Regions from separate parts of the Sus scrofa genome. Here all the other regions are linked to region 2. Evidence: chromatin contacts called from public HiChIP or PLAC-seq data. All regions are on one chromosome and are shown on one strand. Each heading gives the region's core, a stretch centred on a gene start, on an enhancer-like site or on the middle of the called end of the contact. The rest is flanking DNA. Distances are from core to core; before and after follow the strand shown. Region 1 holds the start of SLC2A5 (solute carrier family 2, facilitated glucose transporter member 5). Region 2 holds the start of ENO1 (alpha-enolase). Region 3 holds the start of GPR157 (G-protein coupled receptor 157). Region 4 holds the start of RERE (arginine-glutamic acid dipeptide repeats protein).

Region 1 (3,102 bases), core at 358-2,857, 130 kb before region 2:
CCTGCAATGAGACCCCACCCCTGCAATGAGACTCCACCCCTGCAATGAGACCCCACCCCTGCCCCGGGTTTTCAGCTCCCATGGGTGATATATACACATGGAAAGATCAGGAAAAGACCCCTGCAGTGGGCAAGCCCAGGCTAGGTTCCTGAAGGACCCCCAGCAGGGACAGTCCCTGCCTCCCACCAGCGGCCATTCTCCATTCTGAGTCCAGAGATCTATGGGCGCTCAAAGGACTCCCTCCCCCCAACCCCATCGGGACTGATGGCAGCTTGAGACCCAGAGGCTGCTGTGCCCGGGGCCCCGGGCCCCGGGCTGCGAAGGACCTGGCAGGGGACGCAGAGGACCTGGGTAGGGGTTAGTCCCCGAGCCTCTGGGCCCATTCCCGACTGTTCCAGGCCCACCGGAGCCCTAGCTGCCCAGCCAGGCCGCCGAGGCAGGGACCGGTGCCGCTCCGCCCGCCGCAGGGCTCGACGGTCCTGGGCTGAGGAGGTGCAGGGCAGAGGGGAGGGGGACCTGGCACGGACGCCTGGGCGGCCCCGCGGCGGCCGAGCATCCAGCAGCCGGGCGCCCAGGCTCCGCGGCCCCGCGCGGGTGGCAGCCTCCCCGCGTTCTCAACCCCCAACCCCCGCGCTGCGCTCCGGGGCCATTGAGGCGTTGGTGACTCCCAAGGCTGCGTCCTGGAGGCCCTGGGACCTGCCTGAGCCAGGTACTGGGGACAGGACAGCCCCCTCCGGCCCTGGGCCCCCACCCCCACTCCTGGAGGGGCGGGTGAGGCTGGGGGCCAGGGTGTCCCCGTCCCCTTCTCTGACTTGGCAGCCTTTTGACATTTTTTTTTTTTTTTTTTTTGTCGTTGGTGGTGCCGCCTGAACCCTTTTCCTCTGTCCCCAGCATCCTGTACCCCTGCCCCCAACTAAAGCGCATTTTCTTTGGAGAATTTTTCAAAACTCTTCGAAATAACTGGAAACCTCGGGTTTGGCCAACCCTTAGTTGGAAATCCTTGTGTCAGGGCTGTGACACAGAAGGGAAAGGACAGGGAAGGAAATGGTGCCACCCCACCCCCACGGTCCCCATCCCTCTCTGAATCAGAAAGCACAGACCACCGGCAGCGCACACAGGCTAATTACACTGTCCCCCCTCCTCCAAGCCTGCCGCACGGAGGCGCCTGGTCACAATTCCATGGATGCCAGGACCAGCCCCCAACACAGAGTGGGGCCCCCTTAACTGTCTTTGAAGGTGGCTTAGGGAAAGAGGTGACTCCAGGAACTGGTTTGGACCACAGCAAATAAAGCAGGGAATGGGCCCAGGAAAGATGAAACCCAATGGGTCTTGTGGGACTTTGCTCTGGATTTTGGCCACTTGAGCCTGTGTGCCCCAGGGCAGCTGAACACGTGCTGAGTGCAGGGGGCCGACGGTGGCCCGGCCATGCGTGGAGGGCCCAGTCAAACAGCGGTGACTCACTTTCCCTGCCCTGCAGATAAAAGGAAATGAAATATTTACTGCTTTTGCAAGAGTGATGATTGCACAGAAAATCGCATCTCTAAGCCAACCCTGAGTTCCTTAAAAAGGAAAATCAGCTTTCTGAGAAAGTGGTGCCTAGGGTCAAATCTGGCAAAATTCGACTCTCTGCTGGAGAGGCGTGGCTGCAGGCTTCCTGGCAGGGGCCACTCGGAGAAGCCTCTGATGACCCTATGCCTTGCCCCCGTGTTACCTGGTGTGTTGTGGGGTCGGTGGCACCTGTTGCTTTCCATGTGTTTGTGACAGAAATAACCCTTCCAGTCACTCACCACGAGCCCGACCAGTGGAGGCTTTTGCAGGCAGTAAGGAAATACCGCAGACTGTCCCAACTCAGGAAGGCACGGTGCCTGCGGTCTGGTCTGCGGTCCCTGGGGGGTGCCCGCTTGCTGAGCCAGACCCCAGACATCTCGTTTGAAAGAAGAAGCGAAAACAAGACCCACCTCTAGGTTCCCGAAAGGGTTATTCTGGCTGAGACTGCCTATAAAAATGCTATTGGCTGTTACCTGGCCCGGCCAAAGTACAGCCAGAATGTCTTTTCTCGCCATCCAGTGCATTTGTTATTTTGGCTGAAGGGAAATAAGCAGAACTCTGCACGTCCAGACCCAAGATGGAGCCCCAGGAGCCGGTCAAGAGGGAAGGGGTAAGTGTGCTGTCCAGGGAGGCAGGGGGGGAAGCAGCCCACCCGCAGGACCAGTTGATCGCTGCTAGGGGATGCTTTTGGGAGCTCTGTGCCGTGGCGGACCATTGCGGGGACCTGCCCCTCGGAGTTCACCCCGCAGCTGGACTTCTACAGGGACTTGAGAGACATTTAGAGACGTTCGGATTTAGAGCTTCTTTGCAAATCATTCTCCTGAAACAGCTTTTAAAACTACCTGGAACCGGGGTGTTCTCTTGTGGCCCAGGCAGGGGGTGAATGATCCGGTGTTATCACCGCAGGAGCGCGGATCGCTGCTGGGGTGCCGGTTCGATCCTTGGTCCGGGGAATTTCTGCATGCTGTGGGTGCAGCCAAAAGGAAAAAAAGTACCTGCCGCCGAGTTGATGAGACTCAAAGGAGAATTTGTCACAATGTCCTTAACCATAAGCATTTGAGGTGAAGGGCTTCTGGCACTGCAGCAAAATCCTTACACATGGCTAGTGAGATGTGTTTGCTTTGTTTTTATTTTGGCTTCCGAGCCTTTTCATGAACGTTTTCAGCATGTAAAGAGCCAGCATGCAAAGAAGAAAGGCTCGGAAAAGATGTTGCAGGATTTGAATTTACCTCAAATCTGTAGCAGAGATTCCCTACCTTTTTAGATAATGCGACTTCTCTGTTTTAGAGACAAAAGATTTTTCTGGCCCTCTCCCCTCTCACCCCTGCCTTCCATAGAATTGCCTTGTACTTTTAGAGTCTCTTGACTGAGGAACACACATAAGGACAGAAACATAATGTGACTCTATTAACACTTTTAAGAAATAAGCATTTTATTCATCACAACAGCATCTGCTTATATTGACGGTGGGAGGTACTTTCTGTGCACATTAATTATTTGCATATGGATCTAAGACCTTCACCATAGGCAGGGTTGGGTACGTGCGCTGTAGCT
Region 2 (2,855 bases), core at 191-2,690:
GATGGACCACGGGCTGCTGCAGATTCCTCTTCCCTCAATCCTGGTGTCCCCCTGCAAATTTCACAGGGGCACTACAGTGCTTCAAGGTGCAGTCTTCGGATGACAAGTGCCTTTGGTATGCCACCGCACTAAAACTGCTCAACAAGCCTACTGTCAGTGATAAATCATAACTAAATACCTGTAACAAGATAACTGCCCCTTTGTTGGATGAAAGGCAAATGTGAGTCCCACCACTTGCTAACAGAGCCTCAAGTGCAGAGAAGACCCCCAGGACATTTGGCCACCTGTGGTTTTGGAAGGGATCTGAGGGCATCTGTACTAATCATTCACATTTCAGCTCCGATTTAAGGTCGAAGTGCTGGCTCAGAACGCTGTGCCCTCAACACTGTGCAGTCGGGCTCCAAGAATCCTGCAACAGCAGCTGTCTGAGATCATGTTCTACATTCAATTCCCTGCTAGGAATCACTGGTTGTGGCCAGAGAGCCTTGTCTTTCCACCTTTATCTCTCTAACCATTTTTAACATAAAATGAAAGAGATTGCTTTGGAGCCCTTTGTGGGCTACACCTTAGACTTGCTCTAAAAATTAGTGTCTGATTTCTGCAGAGTTTTTAAGGTTTAGGAGATGGTGGCTGTTGATTTAGCTGCTGAGTCATGGGGCTGGGACCACGGTTTTAAGAAGTCTGAAACATCAGTGTATTGCCGGTGAAATCACAAACTCTCCTTGCCGAGTTCATATAATTTTTTAGGAAACATTTTATAATTTCCTTGTCGCTTTTTTGCTGAATTTAATCCTACAGTTCTTTCTTCCTAGTCAATAGAAAACAAATGATTGTGGACTCAATAGGACTTCACCTTTACCACACTCTAAGAGTTAAGGAAGTACAGCAAGTTTTTACAGCTGGCCAGAAGAAACGATTAAACTCAAATACATACATGAATCTATGCAAGACGATGTGGAAAATATGGCAATGTATGACATTGTTTTAGCTTACAAACTCACAAACTGGGAAAATACGAAAAGTAACTCCATTAGAAAAGGAAGCCCTCCCTTGAGCAGGGAAAGCGTGCAGAACTGATCTGAAATGGGTGTGAGTTCTTTCTCAAGAAGAGAAAATAACTGCGCCCACTCTTGCCTGTTTTCATTTGTCAGACTACAGTGTAATGTTACCTGTTTTGAACTTTGAGAAATCTCCAGGTTTATGTGAAATTCCAATCTCAAAGCATCACATGCAACATTAAGATCCACACAGCGAACTAACCCAGGGCACGCACGTGGGAAGTGTGTAATTAAGGGAAAGTCAATTTCCTTTTGGCTCTCGGTCTGATACTCAGGTGTGACCAACGACAAGGACAAAGGAACCAGGTCACCTTGGCGGGCGGCCGGGCGCGCAGGCGCGAGTGGGCGCACGTGGCCCGGCTAGCGGCTCTGCGGCGCGGGAGCGCAGTCTGGCCACGCGGCCGCCAACGTCTCCAGGCCGACAGGGTCGCGGGCACAGCGCTGCGGGGAGTGGGGTGGGCCGGCCCGGAAGGGCGGGCTGCGAAGGTCGTCACCAAGGTCGTGGGCCGGACGTGCGGCGCCGGAGCGACGCTGCGTGCGTGCGGGACTCGGAGTACGTGACCGAGCCCCGAGCCCTCATGCCGGCCGCGCCGCCCCGCCCCTGCCCCGGGGCCCAGGCGGCACAGACCAGGCTCAGCCTGGGGTCCCCACGTGGGGCGGGAGCGAAAGGAGGCGGGGGCTCGCGCGCCCCCCATCCCGGGCGCCGGGAAGTCAGGCCCCCAGCCCAGCCCCGCCCGACCTCTGAAGGATGTCGCCCCCTCTTCTGGGCGGTGGCGGCCACCGCAGTCTCGCCTCTCCCTGGGAGGGGAGGGCCCGAGTGACGGCGCGCCGGGCCAATGGCGAGGCGGCACGGAGTGGGCGGGCCCGAGGGGCGGGAAGTGGGCGGGGTCTCCTGAGCAGGGCAGGAAGTCCAGGCCCGCGGCGCAGAGACTAGCTGGGGGGACTCGGAGCGCCCGGACCTTTTGGCTTAACGCTCGCTCTCGGCGTCTGCAGCTCCCTCTGCTTATTCCTCGGGCGGCGACCTTCAGCGGCCGGGTGAGGACTCGAGGGAGGGCTGCCGAGCAAGCGCCCGGGGAAGCGGCTCGTGGGTCCCCCAGGCCCGCGGGCGCTCCTGTCCCCCAGACGGCGTGCCCAGGGTTTCGGCGGGGGCCGGGAAGGGGTTTGTCGGCGCGCGCGAGCGGCTCCCCGGGGCCAGACTCGCCGCCCGAGATGAGGGCGCGGCGCCGGGATTCTCCGAAGGGGAAGGATGCAGCTCAGCCTGTGATTACGTGTTTCGGAGCCGCGTAACTGTCCCGGGAAGTCGGGGGTGGAGCACGCGGTCCCCAGGACAGCAGGCGGTGAGAGTGGATGGTTTGGGGAGTGCTCCAGGCCCAACCCGCGTGCTCATTAAAGCCAGGCCGTTCCGAAAATGCTGGGAGGGGCCCGGAAAGGAGACCTGCCCGGGAAGCGCAGCCCCTGCCTCCTGCTGGTGGCCTGACGTCTGGGTGTCCAGCCCGTCGCTGCTCCGGGATGAGCAGGCATGATCCGCCTTCAGAAGGCTCTTGTTCATGGGGAAGCTGCAGCCGAGCCGTGTGGTCACTGGGAAGCCTTCCAAGCGACCTCGCCCAAGTCGGGCACGAGCCGATCCCGGCTCCCCCGGCTGGCCACCAACAATCGGCCCCTTATCTAACATAAAAAGGATGTATTTTAAGAAAAATTCTCTTTCTGTGCTTCCTCTGCAGGGAGGTCTTCCCCATGGGCCGTACGGGCCACTTGTTGACCTGCCCTCGGCGCACCTAGGTGGCGGCCGGCGGGTCC
Region 3 (2,913 bases), core at 210-2,709, 180 kb before region 2:
CAGTGGGTTAAGGATCCGGTGTTGCTGCGAGCTGTGGTGTAGGTCGCAGACAAGGCTCAGATCCTGTGATGCTGTGGCTGTAGTGTAGGCCACCAATGGTAGCTCTGATTCAACCCCTAGCCCAGGAACTTCTATATGCCTCAGGTTTAGCCTTAAAAAGACAAAAAAAAAAAAAAAAAAAAAGTATATGAACATTCATAGCAATTTTATTTATAATAGCCAAATGTGGTTATCAATTAATAGGCGGAAAAACAAATGTGGGATATCTGTACAATGGAACATTACTCAGCCACAAAAAGGAATGAAGCCCTGTACATGCTATAATGTGGATGAAACTTGAAGACAAAGTGAAAGAAGCCAGTCACAAAAGACCACCTATTATTTGATCCCATCTCTGTGAAATTTCCAGAAAGGTAAATCCACAGAAGTTGGATTAGTAGTTGCCAGGAACTGGAGGGGAGAGAGCGATGCAGAATGACTACAGGTAAAATATGAAATTCAACTGAGTGAATCCTAAAGATCTTATTGGCTTTATTCACCAATCATGAATCATGCAGCATCACTCTGAAGGGCTGTACGAAGTGGAAGGGTTTCATAGACAAGAGATGGGACAAGGGACGGATTCTAGCAAAGAGCTGATTATTTCAGGCAAGACTCCCTTCTTTAGGCACATGGCAGGGGTCTCTCTGATGGGTTGCTTCACTAGTGCTGAGCAGGAAATTCCAGATTGACTGGTTAAGGTTACATTCCTGGGAGAGGTTGAAACTACAATTACATTAAGTATTAAATTTCGGTTTGGTGATGTGAGCTTAGCACAAGTGATTCCATTTTGGACCCATCACCCCTTGACACTACTGTGTTTCTTTTCGAGGGAATGAACACGTGGAATTAGATAAAGATGATGGTTGCACAAACTTGTGTACACACACACACACACAGAGCCTGGCTCTAACGAAAGAAGGTAATATTAGCCCTAAAAATGCCAGTCCATCCCTCCCCAGAACTGGACGTCCTAGCTGTCTGGCCAGAGCCAGAGGCTCTGTGGGGAGGGGGGGTAGTGCAGCGCTGAGGAATGGACCACGGGCATGAAAGGAACCGGGGGGCAGGGGCGGGGCTTAGGGATGGTGCTGGGGAGCTGGGGGTTTGCCTGGGGTCTGGGGCGCTGGGCAGGGAAAGGCTCAGAGCCCCGCGCGGGGCCACAGTCGGGACGTGGGGGCCACGGGGTGGAGCGTGGACACGCAGGGGCGTGGTTCGAGGGCGGGGGTGGGGCGCGAGGGCGGGGCGGACTTGGGCGCCACCGGGTGGAGCGCGGAGGGCGCGGGGGCGTGGCGTGGGGCGGGGGCGGGGCCTGGGAGCAGGGGCGGGGCGGGGCCTAGGAGCAGGGGCGGGGCGGGGCGCGGGCGCGGGGCCCAGGGTGGGCCGGGAGGGCCGGGAGGGGCAGGGACTCGGGCGGGGCGGGCGCTGGGGCGCTAGCGGCTCGTGGGTCGGTGCCCAGACGGCGTCTGCCGGACGCGGGGCCGGGCCTCTGTCCTGGCGGCGCCCCGGCCCGCTCCGCGCCCGGCCATGTCTCCTCCCGCGCCGCCCACCGAGCTGATGCCGTCGGAGCGCATCGTGGTGTTGCTCTCGTGCGTGCTGTCCGCGCTCGGCTCGGGCCTGCTGGTGGCCACGCACGCCCTGTGGCCCGACCTGCGCAGCAGGGCGCGGCGCCTACTGCTCTTCCTGTCGCTGGCTGACCTGCTCTCGGCCACCTCCTACTTCTACGGGGTGCTGCGGGACTTCGAGGGCCCCTCCTGGGACTGCGTGCTTCAGGGCGCGCTGTCCACCTTCGCCAACACCAGCTCCTTCTTCTGGACGGTGGCCATCGCCCTCTACCTGTATCTCAGCATCGTCCGCACTGTACGTGGGCAGGGGGCCAGTCGCCTGTTCTGGGCTTTCCACATCGTCAGGTGGGTGGCAGCGGCGGTCGCAGCTTTCCCTCTGGTCCCCTGACACCCTCCTGGGCCTTTTCTGCTGCCCCTGTGACTCTCGCCCCCCTCTGGTCCCCGCTTCTTGGTCGGACCCCTGGCCAGGCCCCCGGCTGGCAGGGTCTGGTGTCTGCTCCTGCCCCGGGGCAGCTCGGGGCCAGCGGAGTGATGCTAGGCTTGCCGAGAAGATGAGCTTGTTCTGAACATCGCCGCCAGGGGTACCCCTTTGAGGTGGCCCCAGCTTGAGCCTCCCAATGAGGTAAGCGCCTCAGAGCAGCCCCTGGAGGGCAGGGGCCCAGAGCTGGCCCTCAGAGCACTTCTGGTAACTTGGAAGCACCTCAGCTGGGCCCTTGGCCTCCTGCTTAGCTGCATCCTGGCCATCTCTGCTGTGGGCGGGGCTGAGGAGCAGCACCTGGGAACCAGGCTGGGCCATGAGTGTGGTCCACTCAGCAACTCCCAGGCTTCCCTCCACCCAGCTCTGTGCCAGCCGTGCGCAGAGCTTCGGCTGTAAAATTTAGGAAGAACAGTCCTGTTTATTCTTATCTTTGCTCATCTCGAAACCTCAGGCCCCAATCCCTCATTATCTCGGTTCTAGATCTTGACTTTCTTTCTGGAGTTCAGCAGCTCTGAAGTTGAGGGTCAGTGGCAGAGGCTGGTCTGGAAGGAGAGCTGCCAGCTGCCTGCAGTCTCTGAGAGCAGAGAAAATCAAGGCCTGGTCCTGCCCTGCCACGGAAGTGTCTGCCCAAGTTACCTTCACCTATGGGAGAAGGTTGCCCCTTCCTGGTGTAATCTCAGGATTCAAACATCTGGAGGTGTCCTGTGCTGAACCCAAGGCAGGAATTTATAGAGCTTCCTGCCTCTTCTCCCTCCTCTAGATAAGAGCACCAAATGCTGCCCTAATTATAGGTCTTCTCTGTTGAATACTTGAGTTCTTTCCAAGGGACTGAGG
Region 4 (2,993 bases), core at 338-2,837, 140 kb after region 2:
TCTGGCATAGATGGAGGGGTCTCAGAGCCACTTGGTTACGAGGCAGATTTTTAAGCCGCAGGTCCCCTCAGGATGGTCTCCTTGAAGAGTGGTGTTTAGGGAGCTTAGAGCAGAGACTTAGAGGTGAGCCGTAGACCACCTCTGACTTGTATTGATCACAGCCACTTTTCAGGGTGGCAAAGGCATCATGCCTCATTAGCTTTGGCTCTCAGTATGTGAGCTATATTAGTAGTTTCAGAGATCTTTCTATCTCCTGTAGAATCACTTCAGTTTTCTTTAAAGCAAATTAGCACAATGATGTTGAAGTAGCCAATGCACAAGTCAGGTTGGTTATCTATGCCAGTGAGGTGGGATCCCTAGGTTCCATGCTTACTCTCCATCCCCTCACCCCCTCCTTGAGAGACTTTGGGCAAATCACTTTAATCTAAATCTTCACCTATCGTTAAGGGTACCTAATAATGTTATTGGAAGGTCCAGTAACATTCATAAAGCTATTTTAGAGTTCCATGAAATGTGCCTGGAAGGCAAAAGGTGTAATATTAAAGATACCAAAAGCGATCATTTAAATTTTGAGCTTATACCTTTCAAATTTGGGTTGCCATTGAGTTTAATACTTTGAATTTATATTCCATAGGAATGTATTTTTAAAAATTTGCTATAGATGATATTATTTGATAGGACAAAATGATCATTACTGTTACTACTAGGAAATAGCATGGTTTAAATGTAGTTTAATTTTTGTAAAACTTAGCAAGTTCATCGCTATTTACCAGATTAGGGGAATGGAAGAAACTAACTTGAAATTTACTATTGGTAATTCTATTTAGATGCACATAACATTGGAATTAATGAGGGGTCTGGAATCTGGTAGCCCATGGGGTTATATGTTTTCTTAAGGCTACATGGCAAGGAATGTGTATTTATTGTGCTTCCTTATTAGATGAATTTCAGTCAAGCCCAGTTCTAGCAGATGAGTCCTTATTTTCTTGGGGAAAAAAGATTGGAGAGAAGACTTTTAAACAAATGACTAACAAAGCATTCTTAAACTGTAAGGCAAATTGAGGTCAGAAATTTTGTTCCACACCAAACAATGCTTCTTTCTCTTGTGCGTTTGAAACAAATCGTGTTCATCGTGTCTGTGATTGTTGGTTATTTCATCTGCATTTGTTAGACTTCAGAGGTGGTTGGCATTAATATTCCTGGCGAAATCAGCGGCAGCTCTAGGATGTGTGAACTGCTGATCACTCACGGGGCTGCGCTGCCTCTTTAATATCTTGCTTGCAGATGCATTTTCTAGCTGACCACGCTTTTAAGAGCTGCCATCAATCAAGCAGCCTCCCGGTTCCGGCTGTCGGGAGGGGAGGGAGGACTGGGGAGGAGGGGAGGCTGGCCAAGCTGGGCCGCAGATAAAATTGCTTCGGCTTTGTGTGTGTGTGCGCGCGCGCCCCCGGTGGCGGCCGGCAGGGGCGCGCGCGGAGTGGGCCAGGCTCCAGCCCGGGTTTTGCCGGCCGCCGCCGCCGCCGCCGCCGCGGCGGGGAGGCTGCTCTTTCTCTCCCAGCGTCTGGGTCACAGGCATGTGGCAGTGTTGGCCCGGCCGCCGGGGCTGAAGGAGTGCGAGCTGCGGCCGCCGCTTCCCCCAGTCGCGGGCGGGGCCCGGCGCGGCCACGGCCTCCTGCAGCCTCAGAGCCGCCGGGACCGGCGCCCGCGCCTTGCTGCCCTGCGGCCGCCGGGGCCTCCTTTTGTTTAGCAAGTGCATTTCACGCCCCGAGCTCCCGCCCGTCCCGTCGGTGCCCGCGGGCCAGAGTTTGCGGGGGGCCCATGCGCCGGAGGAGGTGGTGAAGGAGGCGGCGGCGGCGGTGGAGGCCGGAGGGCTCAGCTCCTGCTGCGACCGACCGGCCGCAGGCAAGTGGCCGGCCCCTCTTGCTGCGAGGTGGACGCGGTCTCGGGCCAGGAAGTTGGACAAGTGTGGGCGCAGGGGCTCTCGGAGGTGGGTGTACGGAGTGCAGTAGCTGACCCTAGAGAGATGAGCAACTAGGGAATTACTAAGAATAGTGGTGGCTTTCCAGGAATCAGGAATAGGTATTTGCTGCGTTCCATTTTGCATTTCTGTTGGGTTTCCTCGTTGTTTTTTTGTTTTTAATTGCCCAAACTCCAGAAATCCCAGTTTACTAAACCAAATGAGAAACATGTTTAGGGCAGAGAAAACACTATTTTTTAAGGTGTGTATTTGTATGTGTGTGTGTGTGTATGCGTGCGTGTGTGTATGGGTGTATGGGTGTGTGCGTTTTCTTTAAAAGGAAAGCTGAAGCAGTGTATAGTCTAAAAGCTGCTGTTTGATCCAAAACTTTATTGCTTACTATGGAGTAAATTTAAGTTTAAAAATAAAGTGAGTTGGATGGAGTTGATTGTAAAGTAATTTGGAGCTGCTTAAGTGACGTAGAATTTGTTTCTTGGATCAAAATACTTACTTTACCAGATTAGCTAAAATGCAGAGATAGTTTTGAAGATCACTTCGAGTTTTTGGTTTGAGGTGGTGGCTTCCCCACCCCCTCCCTCTGTTTACTCCGATCTCTGGCTCAGGTTAAAGCCTTGGGGAGACCTGCTTGACCGCGTCTGTTTGCTAAGAAGCCCTTACTTTGTTTTACTCTCAGCCTTTCCCCTTCCAGGCTCACTGGTGCCACTGCTCTTCTTGGGGCTGTTTGGGTGAATCTTGGGGAGAAGCTCTTCTAATAGGTTACTTTGTTTTACTCTCAGCCATGTGGAAATTAAAAAAAAAAATGTGAATGAACACTGAGGTCAATAGATGAATTTTCCCCTTTGAAGCCTGTGTCTTTGCACTTTAAGATACAGTGAGTGAAAGTTGAGGAGAACAGAGTTGACAAAGTCCTTGAAATTATGTGCCAAAATTACTATATTCTGATACCTCCCCCCCTTTTTTTCCTCCATAGGAACTCTAGGTCCAAAGTAGACATGATTTGAAACCACGCAGACGG

The links. HiChIP or PLAC-seq counts read pairs in DNA pulled down with a chosen protein or histone mark.
Region 1: a contact with region 2 is called in an H3K27ac HiChIP or PLAC-seq map of alveolar macrophages. The contact joins the promoter of SLC2A5 here to the promoter of ENO1 in region 2. A contact is called at or near these places in 1 of 47 Hi-C or Micro-C datasets (epiblast stem cells) and 1 of 2 datasets of contacts at active chromatin or transcription factors (alveolar macrophages).
Region 3: a contact with region 2 is called in an H3K27ac HiChIP or PLAC-seq map of skeletal muscle. The contact joins the promoter of GPR157 here to the promoter of ENO1 in region 2. A contact is called at or near these places in 2 of 2 datasets of contacts at active chromatin or transcription factors (alveolar macrophages and skeletal muscle).
Region 4: a contact with region 2 is called in an H3K27ac HiChIP or PLAC-seq map of skeletal muscle. The contact joins the promoter of RERE here to the promoter of ENO1 in region 2. A contact is called at or near these places in 3 of 47 Hi-C or Micro-C datasets (liver and skeletal muscle) and 1 of 2 datasets of contacts at active chromatin or transcription factors (skeletal muscle).

What each region holds. Positions count from the first base shown.
Region 1 is chr6:69,534,299-69,537,400 of Sscrofa11.1, reverse strand. SLC2A5 (solute carrier family 2, facilitated glucose transporter member 5) reads left to right here and starts at 1,607. Exons shown (of 13, transcript XM_021095282.1): 1 at 1,607-2,158. The coding sequence starts at 2,126.
Region 2 is chr6:69,400,249-69,403,103 of Sscrofa11.1, reverse strand. It overlaps ENO1 (alpha-enolase), which reads left to right and starts at 1,440. Exons shown (of 12, transcript XM_021095279.1): 1 at 1,440-1,611.
Region 3 is chr6:69,580,202-69,583,114 of Sscrofa11.1, reverse strand. It overlaps GPR157 (G-protein coupled receptor 157), which reads left to right and starts at 1,459. Exons shown (of 4, transcript XM_021095284.1): 1 at 1,459-1,950. The coding sequence starts at 1,564.
Region 4 is chr6:69,257,449-69,260,441 of Sscrofa11.1, reverse strand. It overlaps RERE (arginine-glutamic acid dipeptide repeats protein), which reads left to right and starts at 1,587. Exons shown (of 24, transcript XM_021095277.1): 1 at 1,587-1,987.